Linked DNA regions of Mus musculus: all the other regions are linked to region 1. The links are chromatin contacts, called in public HiCAR-type, HiChIP or PLAC-seq and promoter capture Hi-C maps. All regions are on one chromosome and are shown on one strand. Each heading gives the region's core, a stretch centred on a gene start, on an enhancer-like site or on the middle of the called end of the contact. The rest is flanking DNA. Distances are from core to core; before and after follow the strand shown.

Region 1 (2,974 bases), core at 229-2,728:
CAGTACACCATTCTTAAAGAAAGGGATTTGGAAGGCAACAACTCAGAGAACAGAGATACACTGTTTCCTCAGTAACTTTGGGAGCCCGGGTTAACAATCCTCTATTACAACCATGAAACTAAGGGCTCAGTGTGTATTTCTGCTGAATCTGCTACTTAGCAGACGATGATGCGAGGCAGAGGGAGGTCACATGGGGCTGGCACCTGAATTTTCAGTTCAGTATGGTGCCCTCAGGAGGTGCTGATCCAAGGGTGGGGTTTCAGTGAACACTGCCAAGGACAGCATTGAGCTAACATCTAAATGCTTCCAGGAGATCTGTCAGGAACAGCATTTGGAGGCCCAGTAGGTTAAAGGGCTGACATTTTAAAATGTTATCTTACAAAGAAATCCAGTATCAAATTATGACCTTTGTGAATTCCAATGGTTCATGTAAATAACATATACATAATTTTTTAAGCACAGAAAAAACCCCAAAGCTTTTTCCATATATATTAAATTTATATTAAACTTTTGAAACAAAAAGGTTACTTTAACCCTGGACAACCCTATTCCTCTTCAAAAATTAAAATTTCCTTCTGGATTTCTGTAAAAGTTAACCAAAAGGATACAGCATTCGTGACTATCAAACGAAAAATTTAAGAAAACTTATTAACGAAAAACTCAGGATGATACTTCATTTGACATTGCAACAGTATAGACTGGACTTTAAAAATACCTTTTGGTTCTCCATTTTGTCAATTCCTCATACATTTAGTGTGTCTTTAAAAACGAAAAATCTGAAGTTCCTCCCCAAGTTCCAGTGGTTTAAGTAGTCCAATCGATTAAAGTTTTTTACTATCCTTAAAAGGAAAAAAAGTAAAGCAAGAATTAAGAGCTGATGAAAATGATTCACGTACACAAGAGCCCCCGGAAACAAACAAAAAATGACAAACCAGGTTTATTTTTGCCTTGAGGACAGACATTGCCTCTAGGCAGACCGCGCCAACAGACAGCAGTAAATTCCTCCATCAAACCCTTCTGTCACGAGACTTCAAGCAAACACAGAATCTACAGTGACAGTCCTCTCTCAGGTTCGAGATGGCTGTAGCAAGCACCCACCTGTGCACTGATCCGGGCTGCGGACGGAGCGCACGAGCCCGGGTTCCGATGGAGCACGCACCGAGCCTGCATCGGGGGAGATGCTGAAGTTTCTCGCCTGACACACACGTGCACAGGCTCAGAAGGAAGGACTTGTGAAGTGGCCTGAGAACAACCCTCCAATTCAGCCTCTGCGCTCTAAGCGCACGACCGGGCATTTACAAAGGGCTTTGGGATCTTGACCCCCTTTTTCAGGCTTCTTTCAATACACGAAGTACTGGGGCGAGGGAAGGATTCCCTAGGTGCCGAAATCACCGCGATGCCAAAGCGCACCGTACGCTGCGCTCCCGGTCCCAGGTACAGTCCCCAGCAGTAGCCCGCGTCCCGCCCGGCGCAAGCACTGGCTCCTCCTCCCCGCCAACTGCACCGCCCCCGGGGGCAGCCAGACAGCATCTCACGGTTTCCAGGGCGACGGCTCCGAGCCAATCAGTAAGCCCGGTGAAGGCCTGCGATTGGCTAGAGGTCCCCAAGGCGGGGCCGGACCTTCCGCCTTCGATTTAAAAATTTGGCGCGGAAAGCGGGACCGTAGCTGGCACCGCCCCCGAGTGCGCGGGGCTGGAGCGCGGGCGAGCCCCTCCCCCGCCCTCTGCGCGGGAGCTCGGCTCCTCCCCACGGGCCCCGGCGGGGCGGGAGGCGGGAAACGGCCGCCTTCACCCTGGCCTTCCCGGGATCCCACAACCCCGCCGCAGCAGTCTGCTCCCCGCTCACCTGTCAATCCTCCTTCAGAGCTGACGGTCCGGGGTGGCCCCGAATCCTGGCTGCGCGTCTCAGGGAGCCAGCGCGTCTCAGGGAGACTCGCTTAGCCCCGCCGCGCAGAGGTGGGTGCCGGGGGCGCCACCGGGGCCGGGGCTGGGGGGGGCCGGCGGGCGGGCCGCGGGAGCGTGGCCGTCCAGGAGCAGTCCAGCCCCCGATTTGAAATTAACCCGCTCCCGGCGCGAGCCGCTCCCGCGGGCGCGGAGCCTCCCCTCCCCCACGCCCGCTCTCCCGGCCCGGGGCCCCGCGCGCCAATCCGCGCCTCTGCACTGCCGCCGCGGCGAATCAGACTGTAGGCACCACCCTCCGACCCCGCCTACAGCCAGACTTGGGGAAAAGTCCTCAAAAACTTTTCCTTTTTCTTTTTTCCTTTTCTTTCTTTCTTTCTTTCTTTTTTTTTTTTTTTCTTTTTGCAAACACCATTTATCCGAGATCGAAGTTGGGGGATGAAATTTGGCTGGTCCAGAGCTGGCTGGCTAGGACTCGAGGGCTCCCCGCCATCCCCAGCTTGGTGCCACGTCAACCGGGTCTGCTCACCTGCCCTCTGGACCCTAGCGACACCGTTCCCTCTGCGACCCTTTGCATGACTGCTTAGCAGCTTCTGCTCCACGGTTTCCAGAAAGAAACGTGTGAGGAGGAAAGAGCTTCGTTGTCTGAAGCCCAAGGATGCGGGGCGTTGGCCGATCTCTGAACACGCAGGTGTGGGAGGAGGGAGAGAAACTCAGAAAACCCGCCAAGCCTGTCCCCAGTGTCCTGCGTCTGCCGATCCCCTCTTTGCTCTTTCCCGCTTTTCTTCCTTTTCCTTTTATGAGCTTCTGACATCGGCCTGGTATATCGAACAGGTCAAGGGAATTTTAGAGTTAGGAGACCATCTCGTCCAAAACCCTCATTTTGCAGAAGTGGAAAAAGAAGCTCGGCACCCCAACTATGCCTTTCCGTGCTCGAGTTCTTTTGCACCCGCCTTTGCCTTGTAACATTTCCCCTTTTCTGATCACTCTGGGATCGCCCGGACCGCATGTTGCCCAACCCGCTTACATCTAAGATTGTGGTTTGGGCTCTTCCTGCTTTTAACTTTGTATCTTCA
Region 2 (2,974 bases), core at 256-2,755, 3.0 Mb after region 1:
CCTTCTTGGAAAACGTAAAGCTGCCTTTTCTTTTTAGGGTGAATCTAGTTTTAGTATTCTTACAAATTAGCTTTATACGAAACAAGCTGAAAATTCGATGGCTTTAAGAATTCTTTCACGATTAATGATGTAGCTCAGTGGTGAACACTAACATAGGCAGGGTCCTGGGTCCATTACCAGAACAAAAACAATCTCTATATAATACATATTATATAATATATAAATTTATAGATATTGTGCATATTATATATATTTATATTATGAACCATTTAAAATTGGCCCCTGAATAATTAGGTTTTGGGAGCATGTATATAGGGAATTGGGGAGAACACTGACAATTTGTAAACTGCATAGTCAAGAAGTAGCAGGATGCTGTGCATAGAGGCTTTGGTGAGAAGTATGCTTGTTATTCCCTCTATGGGACAGGGTCTGTCCAGATGCCCAGCCTGGGAACTGAGAATCTACTCTAGCACGATCCCACACTCAAGCACCACCAGGAGGTCTGTCCAGATGCTCATCCCAGGAACCTCGAAATCTCCATCCAAGGCTTTGCGGGACCTTAGGGTCACCAGCACCTCTTCCTGCAGAAATGGCTGGGCATGGCACAAGCTCTGCAGCCTTAGGCACAGCTCTTCCCAGGGCATGTCCTCCATCTGTGTAGGGACCCAGGCACCCTTTTGCAGATCATAGTGCAGCCGCGTGGCCCACGTTGTGAGCAGGTCCAGGTAGGCGCGAGACAGTGCGTGGTGGCAGCCCGCCACGGAGGCCAGGCGCTTGGCTGGCAGATGGCGGCAAAAAGCGGCCAATACCTCGGGACTTTCGAGAAGCCAGCGCAGTAGTTTCTGTGTCTCATCCGCACCCGCAGGGTCCGTGGCCTGGGCTGGCTCCGGGTCTTCCTCGCGTAGCAGCAGCGCTTCGGCAGTCACGTCGAGCACGTGCTCCCGCGGCCCGCGCGTCCACAACGTGTCCAGGAGTTTGCGCGCGGCCGCGGAGTCGGCCCCGCCCAGCTCGTGCAGGCGCGCGTCCAGCAGCTCCGCGTGCGTGCGCAGCAGCGCGCTCCTGGGCGCGTCCCCGCCGAGGCGGCACAGCAGGCGCAGCGCGCTTCCGCGGCGCGCCAGGAGGACCAGGCGCGACTGCGGCACGTCGTCTCGGTGGTCCGCGGCGGGGCCCGGGAACAGCAAGCTCGGCAGCGCGCGGGCGGCGGCGGGCGCGAGCGCGCGGTTCCGCAGCAGGCGGAGGGCGAGCCGCGCGTCCCCGGACTCCAGCGCCGCGAAGCTGCGCAGCCCGAGCGGCCCTCCCCGCGCGGGGAGCCGCCTCTCGAGCGCCTCCCGCACGCGGCCGCGGCCCGCGAAGCGTCGGTACACGTGGAGCAGATAACGCGCCCACTGCAGCGCCCTGCGCACCTTTTCGGCGTCCCACGTGCTCACCAGCGACCCACACGACACGGCCAACAGCTCGGAGAATCGCTCGGTTTGCTGCACAAGCGGCTCCATGGCGGCCGCTTCCGCCCTGACATCCCGAGGCGCGAGCCGATTGGACATGAGCGTGAGCGCCCGCCTCAGCGTGCTGTGCCATTGGACGACGGCCGTGTCAGTCTCGCACCATGGTTTCCGGGGCACATTGGCGCTGAAAATGAACTAGGGCAAAGTCCCAAGCTTTTACTCTGGGTCTGGGAGAGGACGCGTGAGTGCGAGTTTGAGCGCTAGGATTTTATGTGCTCTTTTGTTTTAAAAATGCCAGTGGTAGACATTTAGGCGCTTCCCCGAAAGGGGACCCATGTTCATCATTATTAGCAGTGCGGATGTGATCTGCTTGCGAACTCAAAGCTCTTAAATGGCCCGTTTCCCTGGTACTTGTGGAACCAGGACCCTCACACGCTGTGCTGTGAGTTCCCGGGCTTTTTTCCTTTTTCCTTATTTATATTGTTTACTGATTCTGAGGAAACCTATCACTGAATTGTGCAAGCAGCCTTTCAGTTTGCAGTCCTGCCTCGACTAACCTAGTGACTGGCAGCACTATCCTGAGGCTTACTAGCCATGCAATAAATGAAAGTTTAAGCTCAAAATTAATCTACACATTTATGCTAGACTCTGAATAGTTCTGGGCATTCTTATCAGAACATATAGTTAAGCCAGTTTTGTTTAGTTTTTAGCCATTAGCCCAGACTATAGTGTTTGGCCTTGTGATTTTATTTTAGTCTGTGTGATGGGTTTTAAAGTTTCAGGTGGTAGCTATTAGGAATTACAGAGGTCACTGGTTCATCCACTTACTAAATACTAAGTCACGTGATGTGATAGCCAGTGAAGGACAGGACTGGCGCAGTTGAGATAAATGTAGTTAAAGCTTCCCTGTCCCACAGGAAACACTAATGTTCCTTAGAGAGACTTCAACTTCATAATGCGGTAGACAAAAATAAGAGTCACTAGATCTTAGATGTTAGGGAAAGCCCCATTAAACCTTCCTTTCAACTGAATGCCCAAAGAATACACCTGGAAATGCTTCAAGGCCATGGGAACCGTTAATAAGTCTTAAGCCACCAGAGTGAAAACCAGATCTAATCCAGGGTGAGAAAGAAGTCCAAAACAGCTTCATTTCCAAGTGGCTGGGACAGTTCAGAGAAACTTCACCAGTGCTCACCTTTTCAAAACCAATATTATGTTAAATCTCAGTACCACAGTGAGTAATTATTTGTTTCACAGTAGCCATCTTTTATTAAGTAGCTATGCATCCCTCCGACAGTTTCCCATCAGAAGAATGCACTTTGGATTTCGAACCAGTTTTCCATTTAATTTGGAACAATCTATGTAGAGGCTGAAAGATGATAAACACTTTAATTTCAAGAAACCTATGCACTTGAGGCAGACATTGGGAGGATTCCCAACCCATGTAAGTGTAATTCAAATCAGATTTTGTGTAATTTTAAAGTGCCAGGTATGGTGATTTTAAAGACCAATTGGAAATGGATAGGAGAGCA
Region 3 (2,974 bases), core at 241-2,740, 2.7 Mb after region 1:
ACATTTGAAATATAAATAAATAAAATAACCAATAAACAAATGCTCTTGTAAAACAAGTCCTAAGGAGCTGGAAATTTTGCAATGAAACAATTTGATGAGTTTTTTTTTTCCTTTGTACCCTATATTTTTTTCTTTTATACTCTATCTCCTATGGAAGTGCATTCAATTTTGTGGCATTCCAGGGATATTTTTGAAGATGGCTTCCTGGTTTTTAAAGTATATACGTAATATAATATATAACATTCACATAATGCATATGTCCCAAAATAACAGGAATGTAATCGTGGTATTCTTGCTCAACCATACTTCTTAATGAAATACAATTTTATAGGCTTTGGATTTGGATTTAACAATTGCAAAGGGTTTTAGCTATTTGTGATTTTTTTTCATCTCTCTATTTTAGGAAATTTTTTTCCACATATCATTTGAAATCGTCAGAGAACATTCTTATTTGACTCTGCACCGTACCTCTGGGATGTAATCCAATAGTCCCTATGTAAAACGCACTCCCCTGGTTGATTTAGCTAGCATCCAAGGTTTAACCTTGGGGATGTAGCTCAAGGACAGTCTGTTTCGTAAGCACTTGCCTGGACTGCATCTTAAGAGGGTTGTGGTCCATGCGAAATAACTCACATTAATTCAGCACAATTTAATTGTTTTGCTTAATGATATAGGTTCAATGGTATTATACACAACTAAGATGGAAAACCTTGTAGGACCATCTCTCAAAACCCAACAAGCAACAATGGCAAAAATAGCCTCCCTCTTAAGAAAAGGTGTCATAAGGAGGGAAAAATAAAATTTAAATAGAGTGTAAATATATTGAAATAAATTTTTAAAACATTATCAGTTACTCTTCGCTAACAAGCTTAGTTATAGGTACAAATTTTACCTGTAATTAGAAATAATTCAGTATTGTGTTGTGCATTAGTTAATTAAAGAAACTTAGAATTCCAAAGAATTCATTTCAGACTGCCTGTCCTTTATTCGGAAAGTGCACTAATGTTACAGCTGTCATTATCTCTCTGTCTCTCCTCCTTCTCTGTCCCACCTCTTTTTTTTTTTTTTTTTTTTTTGTCTCCTTCCATTTCTCTCTCTGCATCCTTTCTTGTTCGTCTTAGGGGTTGAATCAAATACACAAGCAATATTATTATGCATCTCATAAACATAAGCTTTATATCGGAGGGGAACCAGGTGTTCACCTGGATACCACACACCTAAAGTAGAAGCTTCTGCAGTGTTGCTTCTTCACCATGCTGTCAGAGCTAGTATGTACATGCTGGGCAACGGGTGGCCAAGCAGAGTAACTTGTCAGTGTTTAATAAAGCCCTCCTCCCTTGCAGAGCCAAATGCAGCTTTCCTCCTGAGAACTCTGCAGACGATGACATCTCCCTACTTGGTTTCCATAGCATCCGTTCCTGAAGAGCCCTAGAAAGGCCCTTGGTCAGGGCGATCCGCCCAGCTCCCCTAGGAAGTTGGCGAGCGGGTTAGCCAAAAGCAGCAGCCAAGGTTCCTTAGCTTCCTCTGTCCGTGGTCCTGAAATGCTAAACTGCGCCGCGCGCACTGACGGGAGCGGTCAGGTTTTATGGAAGGTCTCCCCCGGCGCTGCCTAAACCACAGCTGTGTGTCTGTTATTCACTCACGTTCGCAAAGATCAGCTAACATTCTCAGTCTTAATTCCACTCTGCCACTCTGCCGCAGAGCACAATTACGCCGGCGCGATGGGAGGAGACCATGTTAAGGCAGGAAGCTAACAGCAGCCGCTCACCTGAGGCCTAGGAAGCTCCCAAGGGTTCTGAGAGCTATGAGCTCTGATCAGCAAAGTCACCATTTTAGACAGTAGGGTTCTTTTGCTTTTTTCCTTACACAAGGGTTCGATGACGTTTCTGGTCAATCTGATTAAAAGACAGCGGATTTGATTGCGATAAGACTTCAAAACCGGGAATTTACGTTGTTTTTCGGTGAGGTGACTTCCAGAACAGGGACTCATCAGCACCCGCCCAAATACCACGGCACTGCGCGCGCCCTCGGCCACCGGATCCTCCCCTTCCAATGAGACTTTGTGACTGTGTGTACCAATTCTCCTATTAGGAAACCCGTGGGCTGCATGCAGCTATTCTGTTGTACTCTCTTTCTCGCCCTCCCTCCCCTCTCCAACTCACAGCCTTGCTGGAAAGCTCACCTCTGCTGAGAAGAAAAAGCTCTACCTTAACCAACTAAGACTATGCGCAGAATCCGTCTTTCATAGCCACAACAATTTAAATCTGGTAAGGCTGGACACCAGTCTTTACAAGAATGGAGTCGGTAAAACAAAGGATTTTGGCCCCGGGGAAAGAGGGGATAAAGAATTTTGCTGGAAAATCCCTCGGACAGATCTACAGGTAAGAGACTGCAACCCCATGCTTACCTGGGACTCATCTGGACAGAATCTGCAAAGCCATTTCTGAAAAGCTTGATTACTTAGAAAGATTGTAACATGGTGGGAAAGTCTTTTTGTTGCTCATTGCTGAAGCTAGGTTCCACTGGAAACCTGCTTATGAATGCAGGAATGTGACACTAAACGAACCTGTCGTGTGTGTGTGTGTGTGTGTGTGTGTGTGTGTGTGTGTGTGTGTGTGATTTTGTTTCATTACCTGGGGATTCTCATGTGCTCCAATTCAGTTCTTAATCCTCCTTTGCAATTCCAAAATGTTCGTTCAGCACCTGCTCATAAAGCCTGTCTTTGTTTTCTTATAGATTTCACAAATAAAATCCCTTTGATCCAAACAAGTGAATAACAAAAGCCAAAACCCTTTTTAAAAATAAACTTCAAAGACAAATGAAAGAAAAGGAATCTAGACCTTAGCTGCAAAAACATAGTGAAGAACTCTCCCATGGGAAATTCTGTATTGAATGAAACAGGATCAAAATATATCAATAATTGATCATTGATGTTTCTCTGTTGGATCTAAAACATTGTATATGTATTTTTTTT
Region 4 (2,974 bases), core at 265-2,764, 2.1 Mb before region 1:
CTCTGTGTGCTACTAGGAAGAAAAAACTTTAAAATGCTAGCTTCTTAGAAGATGGCAAATCAGTGAACATCTACCATCTTTTTAAAAGGTTGGCTTTCCCAAGGGTCACAATGCTAAAAATAATAATAATAATAATAATGATAAAGGCAAACGTGGAGGAGGAAGAGGAGGGCCCAAGAAATGGTTTATTGCTATGCTTGGTGATCCCAGGGGCCCAAGAACTCACAGAAAGATAGGAGAGAACCAATTACAAAAAGCTGAGGTGTCAACCGGGCAGTGGTGGAGCACACCTTTAATTCCAGCACTTGGGAGGCAGAGACAGGCAGATTTCTGAGTTCCAGGCCAGTCAAGTATATAGAGTGAGTCCCAGGACAGCCGGGGCTACACAGAGAAACCCTGTCTCGAGAAAACAAAACAAAACAAAACAAAAAAACAGAAACAAAACAAACAAACAAAAAAAACAGAAACAAAACAAACAAACAAAAAAACTGCGGTGCCATGCCACCTTCTCCCCCAATAATAAATGAAAGTAGAATTTATGTGAGATCGAAACATCTTTCTCACTTCCCAAGATTATTTTTATAATTCAAGAGTGGTAGACAGTGATTGCTGCTCACAAAGCCAAAGCAAACCATGGTGTATCTAATCCCACAAGGTGCGTGGAAGGAAAGGCTCGAAAGACGCAAAGTAACAACGATTGAAGAAATTATGCAAAGGGGAGTTAATAGACTTTATTTCCACAATAGGAACTTCCTTATCCAATAATGATCAGGAAACTCTACCTCAGAAAACTTAACGACTCGCTCATGCTTGCATGCATTCATTCATTCAACGTTCTAAGTGCCTACCGTGTTCTAGGCCCTGGAGGCGCTGCTGGAGATGAAGGATGCGCAGCAGACCAAGTCCCTGACCACAAGGAGCTCCCGTCAATCACAGCTAACTTTTATGACTTTAAACCGCAGCTGTCACTCTGGAGAAGTCCAGGAAGCAGGTTTTCCAAGCCAGGTTCACAGAACCTCAGGCTGACTAGCGGGCCGAGTTCCGCCCCCCCCAGAGACCAGCGATCGCTTTCACCGAGCAGGCTCCACAGACACTCAACACCCCTTGACAGCGGAACCTGAACCTCACACACCCTGTCACCCCGCCCCCTCCCTGGCAACGTCATCCAGGGGCGCCAGGGACCGGAGGAAAGCGCTGTTAACGGCACTTCCTCGTCACGTGACGATCACGCCCCTCCCCGCGCGTGCTCCCTCCCCCTCCAGCCGCGGGTCGCGATTCCGCTCCCTGCGGCCTGCAGTCTGGGAGCCGCCTCGGGCCGACGACGCACCACGGAGCCGGACCGGATGCTCTCTAGGGAGAAAGGCGAGCCAAGCCGAATCCCCGAAACTCTCCGCCGCTCGAGACCGGAGGAGGAGAAGCGAAACAGGCGGGAATCGGTGGGGGAGGGCGGGAGCTAGCGGAAGGTGTCATGGCGGCCGCGGTGGTGGTCACGTGCTCCGGAGGCCCGCCCCGGCGTTTCCGGTCACGTGCCCTCAGCGCCCTCGCAGCCAGCGATGGAGGCGAGACCCCCCGGCAACAGAGGCGGTGGCGACGGCTGCGGCCGCAGGGGTTCAGCCTCCTCCGTGCAGCGGCTGTGAGAAGCGCGGCGGAGGCAGATCCGACGGGACGCGCTTCCCGCGCCCCAGACCAGAGACCGTAGCTCCCACCTGGTAAGTTGAGACCGAAGAATGGGGTTGGGCGGGCGTGGAGGGTCTGACAGGCCCCGGGGGCGCGGGGCCAGGCGGATCGAGCCCTTCGCTGTAGTCGTCTCCACGACACTACAGGCTGGCTGTGTGGTTTGCCTTTCTTCTCCCGGAATGGGAAGGAGGTGCCCTGACCCTTAATCTACTGCCCGAAGGCATTAGGTTCTTCCGCTGGGAGGGACTGGAAGGATCAGACTCACCTGAGAACGAAGGAAGTGAGGCTTCTCCGAGACACCGAGGCCCTTCCCGTTAGGGAGCCTGCCCGGGAGAGGCTTTCTTTTCCTGTTAAAGAAGTCCTCTAACCTTGGTGTCCTCGTGCCTTCTTGCTTCCACCTGTCATCCTGCTCTTCAAACTGTTATTAAAACTTGAGCCACGCACCCAGTTCTAGCTATGACCAGTTTGACAGTCATGTAGTGTAAAGTGAACCATCAATACATGGAAGTATGTGATTATTTTTATAAATTCTCCAGTGTTCTTAGAAACTAAATTCATGTGAAGTTGACCTCACATGTCTATTTTACCATCTGCAAAACAAGGGTGGGGAAAAGATGTTAAAACGTATGCCCAGGGCTACAGTGAAATGGCTCAACTGGTAAAGGTGCTTGCTGCCAAACCTGAGTTCCATCTCTGGGACCCACGTGGTGGAGGGAGAACCGATCTCCGGAAGTTGTGTCCTCAACGTATACACAGTTTAATTTGGGATTTTTGTTTGCTTGTTTTTGTTCTTCGTTGTTGGCTTTTGTTTGGTTGGTTTGGCTTTCTGTCTTTTGATGTTGTCCATTTAAAGACACCAGTTTAAAATATGGTAAAACAGGTTTCTGAGTTAGGAATGCAGCTTAAAGCTAAGAGTTCTTGCTAGGCACCTGTAAGATCCTGGGTTTCATTTCCAGAACTGGCAAAAAAAAAAAACAGGACTGTAGGTAGAGCCCAATGTAAATTGCTTGGTAAGCATGCAGGCCTGGGTACAGAAAACTGGCTTGAAGCACACTAAGGGCTTGGCTCCAATCAATATTCTCAATATCTAGCCTTGTGACTTCCTTTCCTTCCTCTCCTGACCCTCCATTTCCCACACAGGTTTTCTCTGTATAACAGCCCTGACTGGCCTTGAACTCACAGGGATCGATTGCCTCTGATTCTTGAATGGTAAGATTAAAGGTGTACACTACCACACCTAACCCTAGACTTGTGATTTCCTTTTTTTTTTAAGTTGGTTGATTTTACTACTGTATAT
Region 5 (2,974 bases), core at 208-2,707, 2.0 Mb before region 1:
ATGAACCTGGCCTGGGCATCTGATAACCCAGTTTACATTCTGCTTAGAGCACTGTATTCCACAGGTTAATAGTTCAGTCCCATGGGACTGCCCCCAATCTAAGACCATAAGCACAAGTAGTTACTACATCTCCACCTGTGCTTCCCCCTCACCACTCTACACTGAGGTATCCACAAGGCTCTCCTCTTCCTCTTGCTTGCTACTTGCTCTGGTGTCTCTTAGAACTCACCTTCACTTTTTTCTTTTAAAAAGTTAAATTTCATTTCTCTTGTTCTGACTTTTTTAAAAAAATAATTTTAACTATATATAGGGGGAGAGAGACTCTATGAAGGTCAAGAGGGTATTGGAACCTCTGGATCTGGAGTTACAAGCTTTTGTGATATTAATGGCAGAGCCATCTCTCCAGGTCCAACTGTTTGACTTTTTAATTTTTTTAAATTTGCGCTCTGCTGAGGGACTCAGGCCTTGGTGTATGCAAGACAAGTGTCCCTGTCCTGGCCACACTCCTAGCCTGTTGTTTGTTATAAAAGAGATCACAAGGGATACAGACAAGCGAAAATAAGGGGGGGCTGTGAGCTTCATTCCCTCTCACATGATCCCTGCATATCCAGCACCCTGCAACCAGCTTGTTCAAATCTTGCTCAAGACTGTAATAGACCTTAATCTGCAGTGAACACATCCCTTCCGGGGAGATGGGTGAGCAGGGTTGAAAGTCACAGTTCTTCCCATCACTAAGGAAATCAAAGCAGTTGCAAACTCCATTTCACATCCTATCAGTGGTGGAGTACCTTAAGATTCACATACGGTTGATCGGGAGCTGGGAGAGGAACAGGAACTGGCCTCACAGCTTAATGAGACCTCTAGAAAGACGTTTAAAGGCAGAGGGGGTGTGTGAAAACAAGCAAGGGCCCTGATACTCCTTGGTAAGGCTAAACACAAATGCCTGCGGGATGGCATGGGAGAGGGCAGATATGGATGTAAGCTGGCAAGCCATCAGAAGCTGAGCCGCACCCCCCTCCCCCCATGGTTTGGGAGATGGAAGTGGGGCAGGAGAAAGGCCCATCTGATAGGCTGCTATGGCGGATAGACCGGCACGGTGCTGGCATGTGCTTTCACACAATATTTACTGAAGGCCTGTTGCTTGCCAGGAGTTGTTCCCGGCGCCGGGAACAGCAATGAAGAAAGTGACCAGGGTTTTTTCTGAGTCTCACAAGTTTTCCGGTGAAGGAGGCGGAGGATCGATGCATTTCGGGCTCCTGCTTCTGAGGCTGAGGAGCATGTCGGGTTGGCCTTTCTTTGGGGTGTCGCAGCACACGTGGAGCCACTCTTGCAGGGACATCGTGCTGCGCGCGCCGCCCCGGTCTCGGTGGCGCCTAGCCCGGCTGGACGCCCGCCCCCGGCCCAGCCTACACGTGGGTTCCCGCACGTCCGCTGGGCTCCCACTCTGACGTCAGCGCGGAGCTTCCATTTAAGGCCCCGCCCGCGTGCTGCTCTGCGTGCTGGAGCCACTGTCGCCGAGCTCGGGCCACGCTGCTTCTCCTCGCCAGTCGCCCCCCCATCGTGCACTAGCGGTACGGTTGGGCCCCACGCTGCCGGCACAGGGGGTCCCTATCCGGGGTGGAGGTGCAGGGTGTTCAGATTTGGGCACGCGTGGGCTACTGTGCTTTGGGGAACTGAGCAGGCGGCCCCACCCAGCCTGGGGCGGCGAGACCCGTGTAAAGAGGACTAAGGGGTGGCTGGCCTGAAGGTTGGGAGCCACCGAACGGGGGCGAGGGAGCGGTGCGAAACTTGAGCTCCCGTAACTCGAGCCCATGGGGGCCGAAAAAGCCTTGGCACGTCCGGGGCGGGTGCTTCGGAGCAGCCGTGCGGTTTGCATTTTCCTTTGCGTGGGCTCGGTGGAGTGGTTGTTTCCTGCAGATTATAGGGCGCTCTTGCCCTAAACGCATTTTGTTAAGAGGCTCGCTCCTGGTGTGACTGGGGATCGTGCTAAGCGCGCTGCGTGCGGAGAGGAAGCGGGAAGAGTCGCAGTCCTTCCTCTGCACCCTAGACGGAAGGAGGAAACCTGTAGCTGAGAGGCCTGCGACACCCATCGGGTCGTAGGTGGGAAGTAGAGGCACCCTGTCCTAATAGAGCACAGACTTGAGGTTTGCGTGAAGTAGATTCTCTGAGGGAAGAGCCCCACGCCCTGCCCCCAGTCAGCAGAGACCTCACAAGGCTGTCTAGAAATAGCAGCGGTTGTAAGGAGACCGGATTCCTGCTTGATGGCCCTAGGCTGCTTGCCCAGAGATCTTGTCCAGTCCTTTTGCACTTTGGAACGATTTCAAAAATAGACATGGTGCTTGCTGGGAAAGGTGGCCATCGCGGGGGTGGGAGTGGGCTCCAGGCCTCAGGCCCTCCGCAATTGTATCCCCATTTTGGAACTGAAGAAATTTCCCTTAGCGGCCACATCCTGGGTAATGAGGCCCCGCCCTGGTGGGTGAAGGCCCTAATCCTGTTAGTGGCATTTGAGATCTCACTCTGGCACCAGGCTAAGGTGGCTGCCAGCTCCACTTCACCGCGCTTGTGCTTTGGGCTCTAGTAAGGGCCAAACTTTGACGCCGAACTGCCTGCCAGAGGTCTCATCCATGGCCAGCAGTCGCTAGACCTATATATATGACACCTGATTCTGAAATTGCGCACGCGCACTGCCTTCCCCCGCCTGCCAGTCTTCTGGATCTGGGCTGGTCATACAACTTGGGTTCTTGCGGGGGTGGGGGGGTTAGGAAGGAAGCTTGCGCGTGCGCAGGCTTAAGCACGTTGCTATGCCTTGGGGTCGCACCTTGTGGCCGTTATTGGCGCCCTCTGCTCTTGATTTTTGGTACTTCCTGGAGCAACTTGGCGCTCTACTTGCTGTAGGGCTCTGGGTGATGGGAGAAGAGCGGGAGGGCAGCTTTCTAACCATATAAGAGGAGATACCATCCCCTTTTGGGGTTCA

The links. Promoter capture Hi-C pulls out the DNA fragments that hold promoters and counts their contacts. HiCAR-type assays count read pairs that join an accessible place to other places. HiChIP or PLAC-seq counts read pairs in DNA pulled down with a chosen protein or histone mark. Capture Hi-C pulls out chosen DNA fragments and counts their contacts.
Region 2: a contact with region 1 is called in a promoter capture Hi-C map of liver, with 2.6 times the contacts expected there. The contact joins the promoter of Fancf here to the promoter of E2f8 in region 1. A contact is called at or near these places in 3 of 39 promoter capture datasets (the 3T3-L1 cell line, hippocampal neurons and pre-B cells), 1 of 115 datasets of contacts at active chromatin or transcription factors (astrocytes) and 1 of 9 other capture datasets (liver).
Region 3: a contact with region 1 is called in a HiCAR-type map of astrocytes, with 3 times the contacts expected there. The contact joins the promoter of Slc17a6 here to the promoter of E2f8 in region 1. A contact is called at or near these places in 1 of 39 promoter capture datasets (hippocampal neurons) and 1 of 115 datasets of contacts at active chromatin or transcription factors (astrocytes).
Region 4: a contact with region 1 is called in an H3K4me3 HiChIP or PLAC-seq map of pro-B cells, with 3 times the contacts expected there. The contact joins the promoter of Gtf2h1 here to the promoter of E2f8 in region 1. A contact is called at or near these places in 2 of 39 promoter capture datasets (the C10 cell line and embryonic stem cells), 2 of 115 datasets of contacts at active chromatin or transcription factors (extraembryonic endoderm stem cells and pro-B cells) and 1 of 9 other capture datasets (adipose tissue).
Region 5: a promoter capture Hi-C map of stem cell-derived epiblast-like cells shows a contact between it and region 1, with 5 times the contacts expected there. The contact joins the promoter of Ldha here to the promoter of E2f8 in region 1. A contact is called at or near these places in 4 of 39 promoter capture datasets (cranial neural crest, embryonic stem cells, neutrophils and 1 more), 1 of 484 Hi-C or Micro-C datasets (B cells) and 1 of 115 datasets of contacts at active chromatin or transcription factors (acute myeloid leukemia).

The regions. Positions count from the first base shown.
Region 1 is chr7:48,879,563-48,882,536 of GRCm38.p6, forward strand. E2f8 (E2F transcription factor 8) reads right to left here and starts at 1,479. Exons shown (of 13, transcript NM_001013368.5): 1 at 1,099-1,479; 2 at 716-839. The coding sequence starts at 730. It overlaps Gm2788 (predicted gene 2788), which reads left to right and starts at 1,738. Exons shown (of 2, transcript NR_155436.1): 1 at 1,738-1,955. LOC115486422 (a long non-coding RNA gene) reads left to right here. Exons shown (of 3, transcript XR_882082.2): 3 at 959-1,062.
Region 2 is chr7:51,860,762-51,863,735 of GRCm38.p6, forward strand. It overlaps Fancf (Fanconi anemia, complementation group F), which reads right to left and starts at 1,506. Exons shown (of 1, transcript NM_001115087.1): 1 at 1-1,506. The coding sequence starts at 1,493. The coding sequence ends at 462. It also overlaps a transcript of Gas2 not described here.
Region 3 is chr7:51,620,340-51,623,313 of GRCm38.p6, forward strand. It overlaps Slc17a6 (solute carrier family 17 (sodium-dependent inorganic phosphate cotransporter), member 6), which reads left to right and starts at 1,491. Exons shown (of 12, transcript NM_080853.3): 1 at 1,491-2,381. The coding sequence starts at 2,296. Gm33136 (a long non-coding RNA gene) reads right to left here. Exons shown (of 4, transcript XR_003946771.1): 1 at 2,408-2,974; 2 at 1,769-1,895.
Region 4 is chr7:46,794,580-46,797,553 of GRCm38.p6, forward strand. It overlaps Gtf2h1 (general transcription factor II H, polypeptide 1), which reads left to right and starts at 1,515. Exons shown (of 15, transcript NM_008186.4): 1 at 1,515-1,709. Hps5 (HPS5, biogenesis of lysosomal organelles complex 2 subunit 2) reads right to left here and starts at 1,302. Exons shown (of 23, transcript NM_001005247.2): 1 at 849-1,302.
Region 5 is chr7:46,844,347-46,847,320 of GRCm38.p6, forward strand. It overlaps Ldha (lactate dehydrogenase A), which reads left to right and starts at 1,458. Exons shown (of 8, transcript NM_010699.2): 1 at 1,458-1,571.